2 separate regions of the Mus musculus genome follow, and region 1 is linked to region 2. The links are chromatin contacts, called in public HiChIP or PLAC-seq maps. All regions are on one chromosome and are shown on one strand. Each heading gives the region's core, a stretch centred on a gene start, on an enhancer-like site or on the middle of the called end of the contact. The rest is flanking DNA. Distances are from core to core; before and after follow the strand shown.

Evidence for each region. HiChIP or PLAC-seq counts read pairs in DNA pulled down with a chosen protein or histone mark.
Region 1: a contact with region 2 is called in an H3K4me3 HiChIP or PLAC-seq map of stem cell-derived neural progenitor cells, with 16 read pairs. The contact joins two enhancer-like sites. A contact is called at or near these places in 5 of 39 promoter capture datasets (the 3T3-L1 cell line, the C10 cell line, cranial neural crest and 2 more), 8 of 115 datasets of contacts at active chromatin or transcription factors (bone marrow-derived macrophages, craniofacial prominence, embryonic basal ganglia and 5 more) and 2 of 9 other capture datasets (adipose tissue and pancreatic islet).

What each region holds. Positions count from the first base shown.
Region 1 is chr2:164,430,371-164,434,520 of GRCm38.p6, forward strand. It overlaps Sdc4 (syndecan 4), which reads right to left. Exons shown (of 5, transcript NM_011521.2): 2 at 817-943. Among named protein-coding and RNA genes, the nearest start is that of Sdc4, 11 kb to the right of the region's middle. Within about 2 kb of position 1,906, at least 178 of the 459 cell types and tissues checked have an H3K27ac peak or open chromatin away from gene starts, as enhancers often do. A contact at or near this core is called in neural stem cells and stem cell-derived neural progenitor cells, where this site is marked.
Region 2 is chr2:164,106,586-164,110,418 of GRCm38.p6, forward strand. The region is part of intron 9 of Stk4 (serine/threonine kinase 4); the gene reads left to right. Among named protein-coding and RNA genes, the nearest start is that of Stk4, 34 kb to the left of the region's middle. Within about 2 kb of position 2,171, at least 40 of the 459 cell types and tissues checked have an H3K27ac peak or open chromatin away from gene starts, as enhancers often do. A contact at or near this core is called in neural stem cells and stem cell-derived neural progenitor cells, where this site is marked.

The sequences.
Region 1 (4,150 bases), core at 656-3,155, 320 kb after region 2:
AAGCAGTTAACTGTAATGATAAACACAGGAGGCAAAGAGTTTAGCTTGTCTCCTGGCTGCAACCCTTTGTAGAGGCTGTCCTAGTACACCACAGTATACTCGGGATACACGGTATACAAAATTTACTTCTAAAAATACCGAGTGCATGGTAACTGCTAAGAGCTGGAACTCGCTTCAGTCCACAACTGACTCCACAGTCCTCCAGTCCCTCGTTTTACATAGTAAGAACCAAGGCTCTAAGTAGAAGGCAGCGCTGGAATTCTGGACTGTGCAAAGGCCCTGAAGACAAGCGGAACCCTTAGCAGCTGCCTGTTCCAGAGGCCAAAAAGTCAAGCCCATGAAAGCCTTGATACCTGGTCACACCACAAGAAACCTTTCTCCCTCCCGGTCTCATCTTAAGCAGGGGCTTGCTTCCGAGTCCCCTCTCCATATCTCAGCCCACACACAACGCCTCCCACTCCACCCCCACTTTGGAGTCAGTACTTTTCCTTTCAACGGTTGGGGGTTGGGGGAGCGGAACACACTCCGGGCCCTTCCCCACGCTCCCTCTACCCTCCACCAGAGGGAGGAGCCTAGTGGACAGGTTCAGGCTAGTGCCTGCAAACTCAAAGTGGAATGAATTCAAAGTTGTTTACAACTCACCCCAGAGACCCTGGGGGTGGGAAAATGTTACTTTTGTTTCCCATTTTGAAGTGGGGGGGGGGAGTGGGGGGAGCACTGTAGGAAAATGTCGACTCAAATCCACCTCTCCCACTGTTGCCGCCAGGAGTCCCTGCAGCCCAGGGCCCCCCAGCCTTCCCAAGCACACCCCCATACCCAGATCTCCAGAACCCGAGAGCTCAAAGTCATCCGAGCCGCCAGCATCTTCGTCGTCGGGGAGGGCTCCAGAGAAGTATCTGCCTTCCAGGAGGTCCTGGGGGTCGATGACCTCTGTCTCTCGAATCTAAGAAGAGAGATGGTTTCAAACAGGATCGACCCAAAAGGCCCATCTTCCTCCTCCTCCCTCCGGAGGCTCTCGGAGACAAGAGTGCCCCAAAGTGAATCAGGATTATAGGACCAGATGAAAAGAAGCTTTGGGTCCTGTGCCCCATCTACTGTGCAACCCTATACAAGTCTCTTGACCATTCTGGGTTAGTAAAAATATAAGTGGTAACAAGTTATTAATATTTCTAGGTATTTACTGAGCCACCTATGATCTCTAAGGCTGCTTATAATAGCAGTTGTTAATTAACTTTACAACTAAGCCCCCCCAACTCGCCCACCCACCCCACCCCCCGCACAAACGGCTCTTAAGTCATTTTCTTCTAGTGGTACAAGTGGCAATTGGCAGGCAGAATTGCATGAAGGACCACCTGATTTCAGAGCCAGAGGTTCCCATGGACACAGGCAGGCCCAGGCTGGGGTCCTATGACAGCAGCTGATTTCCAGATGGAAGGCAGTAGGCTACTGGCTCTGGGCCTGCCCTGTTGGGAACATGTTCCCAACTGAGTCAGACTGGGCTGAAACAGGCTGGGCAGGTTCACTCACACCCCAAGACAGCCACAGAACTCAGACCGGGTGGTGACTCAAAGGCGCACTCCTGAATTCACGGACTCAAATTCTCTCAATGTCTAGTCTTCTGCCAGCTCGGGGCAGGGCACACAGATCCTTGCTCCCACAGACCACATCACTCAGCTCCCATCCCAAGGAGACCCAGCTAGCCACCCCAGAGCCTGTGGTCAATTCCCACCAAACAGCATTTAAAAGGAAACTATCCACAAAGCCCCTCCTCGATCGCCACTTATTTTTGCCCCCTCCCACACACACCCCGTGTCTCCTATCCCAGCTTCCTTAGGGACCTAGGGTGTACTGGGGTGCCCACAGCCCTTCCCCTAGTCTTTGGACTCGGGCTCGTTCTTGTAAACAACCAGGTGCAAGGGTCACTGGTCTACTATTTCCAGGCCTTCCCTCCAATAGTCCCCAAGAGTACAAAGGATGAAGCCCTGCTTAGAAATTCAGAATAGGAACTAGCCAGTCAGACCCAGGGAGGCCCTGTTCTTTCACAGAATTTTGTAAAGAGAATTCAAACCAGAAACAAGGTAGTGACTACCCTAACACCATATAAAACTTAGGTAGAGAGTGGTCAGGTCTTGTGTCTGCCAGCCCCAGGATGTCCTTCACCCAACCACAGAGACACACGGTGGAGACAGTGAGAAGGAATGTCCGTTTACCCCTAAGGCGTGAGATTGAGTGGCAGGAGAGGTCAGGAGAGGCGCTTAGGGATCAGGCTTCCTGCTCCACTCTTCCTCCTCCTCTCTCTCCCACAGGCTTCCGGGGAGAGGAGGCTGTGCCCTCTGTCCACCCCCTTTGCTCAGGAAACTAGATTCTGGGAAAGGAGCTGGGAGGAAGTCAGGCAGGCATCCCTCTCTCCCCCCACCCCAGAGGGCAGGGAAATCGATTCAGAGTGCTTGGTACGCGTGGGAGTGGGGAGCCAGCAGGGGTTAAGTCCTGCTTACAGATGACTTCACGACTCCGGAATCGGGAGCTGTGGGGTTGCTGGTACTGGAATTCCAGCCCCCGCACAGGGCCCGTGCCTGTGGCTTTGGCTTGGCAGCACAAGCACAGCAAGAAGGCTTCTCCGTGGTTGTACCAACTGCCCTAGACGGCCGGCATGGTCCAACCCCCAACGCCTCGCTACAAATTCCCTAGGGTTCAAAATCTGCAATGGCAAGGCCTCCATGGCTTACAGTGTGCCAGGCCTTAACATGCACGCACTTGGGATGACGCAGACCCTTTTGGCGAGGGTGGAAACCACAGCTCGGGAAGGCAACTCATTTCTCCTAAGGTCACACAAGCAGAAGTGACCAACAAGACCGGCGGCTGGGCATGAGATCACCTGGGCTTCTAGCCACAGACACAACATAGGAACACCTTTTATGCTTAGAGCTCCCAGCCCAGCCCGCCCTGGACTAGACAGGAACCCTAACTGGGTGTGTCTAATCCAGCTAGGGGTGGGGGCATGGGGAGATGGAGGAAAGGAGAGGCAGGTAGAGATACTCTGACCACCAAAGCCTGAAAGACTGGTCACACGCTGTTAAAATTCAAACTCTTCAGGGCAGGCGCTGAGGTTTTAAGCCTGGGGGCTTGGATTCCAGCTCAGGTCTGACCTACCCCACACCTCGCCCCTAGGAAGGAGCCTTGGAATGTCAGCCACACACCAAACCTCCCTAATATGTGAAAGTGTTCCGGGTGTTTCAAAACAGCCCAGGAGATTGGAGATAAGCATATTGATTGGAGATAAGCATATTCGATGCCTATCACGTGGGCTAGTAGTGATTACTTCAATCTTCTATTAGAGAAACTCAAGGGGTGTGTGTGTGTGTGTTTGAAGCTGTCAAGATCTGACTGGTAAACTGAGGCTGAAACCAAGAAACATTCCTGGTTCAGCTCCCTTTGGGACACGTGGTCCCCTCCCGTCCCTTTTTTAAGGGGAAGGTCTCTCTCTAGGTAGCCTTGGCTGGCCTGGCTAGACTAAGAAACTGGTCTTTGCCTCTTCTGTACTGGGATTTAAGGAGTTGTGCCACCATGGGCACCCCCCCCCCTTCATCTTTATGTTAAAATTCCAGAGGAAAGGAATATCACACCAGGACCCACCGCTCAGCCAGGATTGGAGCCTTCCTTTCAGAGGTTGGAAAATTCTTCAGAGGTGTAGAGAGGATGCAAGAATTAACCTCTTCAGTGAGTCAGAGGCTTCTGAGACAGGTGATGGGACATGAGAAATTCAGGCTCCTGGAGGCATCTCGGAAGGCATCTTCTCTTAGCCCCTTTCTGGTCCCTCCTATGCTCATAAACTCTAACAAGCAAAAACCTCCCAAGTGGACAGGAGCTATTGAGGACACGATGTCAGAACAGACCCAACCACGCCCAAAGAGATGGTGAGCAATGGTTCTGTTTGTGTTTGTAAAGCTGAGAAGGTACCAACAACCTCTCCTTCCCCCCACTCTCTTTTCAAACAAGGTCCATTCAGTAGTCTGGGGTGGCTTTGAAAAACCAGGCCACCCAGCAGGCCAACCCAACCTTAACCAGAGGGGGATCCAGTCTTGCTCCTGACTACAGATGTGGTCTGTTCACCTCCGCTCACCCAACCCTGCCCAGGAACGTGTGTCCACGT
Region 2 (3,833 bases), core at 921-3,420:
TTTTGATTACTGTGTATCGCTTCCAGCCTGGAAGTTGCTGTGTATACCAGACTGGCCTCAAATTCAAAATTCCCCCGCCTCTGTTTCCTGTATTCTGGAAGTACAGGCATGTTAATTATTCAGAAGAACTTTTTTCAAAACTAAGTGTGTGAAATTTTAAAACCCGGTATGTGCTAGAGAGTTGTTTAAAGAGCGAGGCCGAGGTGGTAACAGTTCTTGGGTACTTTTGAGGCATTTGTGGCTTGGCATGTTTGTTGTGAATTTTTGTCAAAAGAGTCTTTGTGTTTTCTTCTTTTGAAAATATTTAAACACTCTGCATGTGCCACAGACCCACGCTGTGGAAAGTAGAGGACAACTTTTGTGGGTTCTGAGAATTGACTCAGGTCCACAGGCTTGGGTAGCCAGTACTTTACCCAGGGGCCACCTAACCAACCTAAGAATGCTTGGTTTCTAGTTGTTTAGTACAGGAATTTATATCTAGTAAACTTAATGTGCCAATTGCCTTTAAATTGGCTATTTTCTACCAATTTTTGATACTTGGGTTTTCAGAGACAAACCCAGCAAAATATGGAAGGAAGGAAGTGGGCTTGTTTGCACAAGTTGTACCTTAGCAGTCCTTCCCTGAGGAGGGGCTGACAGTCAGCGGTTCTGATGGTGAGCAGACACCTATCTGCTGAAGCCTCGATGCCAGCCGGCTGCTCTCCCTCTCAGTGCTTGCGGCATGTCCAGGAGCGCATCAGCTGGCCCCTCCTCCTTCCCAGGCTTGCTGCCTGCACAGGTGGGGGGCGCAATAGCTTTTGCAGTGTTCTCGTCCTTGACTCGGGCCTTTCCAGTTAGGCCCTGTGACCTGAGGCGAGTGAGATGATTTCTTTTTAGGATCTGCACTGAATTCCCAGCGTTCTAATGTGCTCCTTAGAGTAGTAGCCACACTAATCTGTTTGCAGTAGAACTTTAAAGCATGACGGCATAGTTAAGATTGGGAAGCTCTGTGACTGAGGCCGTCTACTGTTGCTCTGTTTCCTCCTTTAAGACCACAGTCCAGGCTCTTACTGAAAAGACTTCACACTGTCTGTCAGATATGCATTCATCAGAGCAGTGTGAGAGGGAAGTTCTTCATTCACTCTCAGCCTGCAGCTGTCTGCAGGGTGCAGTTAATACACGGTCCACATGCTGACTTCGTCAGTCTCGGATGTAGGGGATAGTGTTTGCAAGCATGGTTCTGAGGGTGTAAGCGCTGTGCACTCCTCTTACAACAGCAGCCTTGTTGTCCAGTTTCTGGTTGCTTCAAAGTTCACCAGAGAGCACTCGGTGCTTCCTATACTTGCCACTCTGAATTGACACTATAGGAAGGTTCTCGATAGAATAGGGCTGTTTCCTGCCCCAGAGCGAAAAGCTACAACAGTTAATTTTGTTGCAGTTGTCTTGCTGAAGGAAGGCAAGAGTAGAAAGAAAAATACTGGAAAGATTTTGGGAATCAGTCTTTGGCCTGGAGTGTATTTCTGGGTCTGATAGGGGAAGTCTCCTTAGGGAGGTTATTCCCCCTTTGACCTTCAGGTTTTATGTTTTGTTTTGTCAAACTAATAAAATACATATAAAATACGTAGTGTCTAAATGCTCAAAAATGAAAGCATTATAATCATTCATTCATTCATTCAGAGAGAGAGAGAGAGTTAAATTCCCTAGCAATAAGATGATAGCTATTTTAAGAACCAGTTAAACAGCTCAGTATACAAGATGGCAGATTTAAAGAAGGCCAGACTTTGGATCCCTTTAAGCCTTCTTTTATAAGGCTTCAAACTCTTTATCTTAACACTATGGCATTTATTACCGACTGCCTTTATGTCCGTCCCTGAAAGGTAATCTCCGTGGTGGACTGCATTTTATGAGAAGGTCCCTCTTGGGTGAGCTTTACAATGGAAAAGCAGACTTGCTGCTTAAACTTTTTCTCGCACTTTCACAAATAGCTCAAGGTCATCCTTCCAGAAGGGAGACTGATTCCACAGTTGTGCAGTCTGTCTTATTGTCTCCACATGTTGGGCTTTTATCTTTAGAAGCCATTAACATTCTTGATTTCTTTGGAATGAGCCAAAAAGCAAGGAGCTTGGGGCCTGAATATTCATTCAAGGAGCCCAGCCAGACCACAGACTGGGATGTGAGAGTACCAGATCTCCGTGTGACCTGGGGGACGGCTCAAGGCCTGTGCTGTTTGGAATGTAAGGCCCTCCAGTGTGGTCATGTCAGTCAAAGGAGAGGCAAGAGTAGCCATGAGGCCTCTGTTTCCCAGAGGACAGTGGTGCAGCGGCAGGAGAAGAAAGGCGTGAGTCCAGTGAAGCTCTGGCTAAGGGCGGAGAGCCAGGCAGGTCAGCTTCGTCCATCCGTGCTCCAACTCCAGAGCCCTCAGCTCCTCTGAGCTACTGACTTTTGCTTAGAGAGGAATGGAGACGCACTCTCTAATACTAATTTAAATGGATCTATGAGGAAAAGAAGTTGATTTTCTGTAGGTATGTCTACTCTAAGAAATGTTAATTTTAGTATTTGTTAAAAACAACTACTCAGTACAATCCCTGAGATATTTCCTAGGATGTACTATGTGTCACAGCTGTGTAATGGACAGGGACTTAAGGGAAACATTTACTGCTGACAAGAACCTTACAGGTTAAACACGTACGATGGTGTCTCGTTCCTGTCCAGTGCTGTATGTACACGCTCCACTGTCTAGTCCTTGTATGAGTAGAACATACCCTAGATCATGGCCTTTGGTAGTGATTTGATTAGCTGTGAAGATAACAAAGCACTTGATGAAAGCCCAGTGAGTTACAGAAAAAGACTAACAAGCCCGTGAGAAGGATTGTAAAGCGTCAGAAAGGTAGGCAGGGTGTGTTGAATATTAAAATTGGCTAAGTCAGCTTCTAAATGGAATCAAGTGCCCAGATAAGAGGTTTTAACTTGATATTGTTGTTAAGAGGGTGTGCCAAGACCCTCTGGCCAGGAAAGTTGACCCAGTCTCAGGAGACTGATGCAGTATCAAGGGATGGGTCATCCTTATTGGTGAAGGTTGCATCTTTTTGGATGGCTCTCTCCAGTGCTTTAGTTGGGAGCCCTTGAAAATGTTGAGCTAGAGTTCTCTTGTAATCCATATGCAACTCATTAGCATTAAGATGGCTGTGAGCCACTGTCTAGAAAGCAAGTCAGTTCCTACAGATGCAGTTGCCCTGTTACCAGGAAGAGAGTTTTTCTGAGCTCGAGGGCATCTTACAACCCTCAGTTCTTAGTGGTTTCAAGAACATCCAAACATTTGTGGTCATATAGACTTGGATAATGACTTATGTAAATGAGTGACCAGATACATCTGCTCCTTAACAAAAACAAACCCAGAAACCAAATCTACAAAACAGACCCTCTGTGATGCATTTGCATCATATTATATAGCTCATTGTTTAAAACAGAGGGAAACATTGAGATATTGCTGGAGTTTTTGTTTTGCAAATATTTTTGCATAGAGCCCAGAAGAAATTGTAGGCTTGTGCCCACTTCGATACTTTGAACAGAATTAATTACTACTTGGATTAAAACAAGTTATATTGAGAATTAAGAGAATGCTAGGTTGACAGTTGTGGTTCAGTTAGTGACAGTTTGAAAATGAATGTTTGGGATGGAAGAGCCATCAGTTTGAGATCTGATAGATGGACGTGTCGAAGGAGACGTGAGCTCCAGTTGTTGGTCAAGCTCCCTTATAGCATGCCTGTCCTGACGCTATTTTATAGTTTTCAGGAGCACATTGTGGACGAAGGGGTCTTATCTCTTTACTTCAAGATGGAGTTATTGATATAATT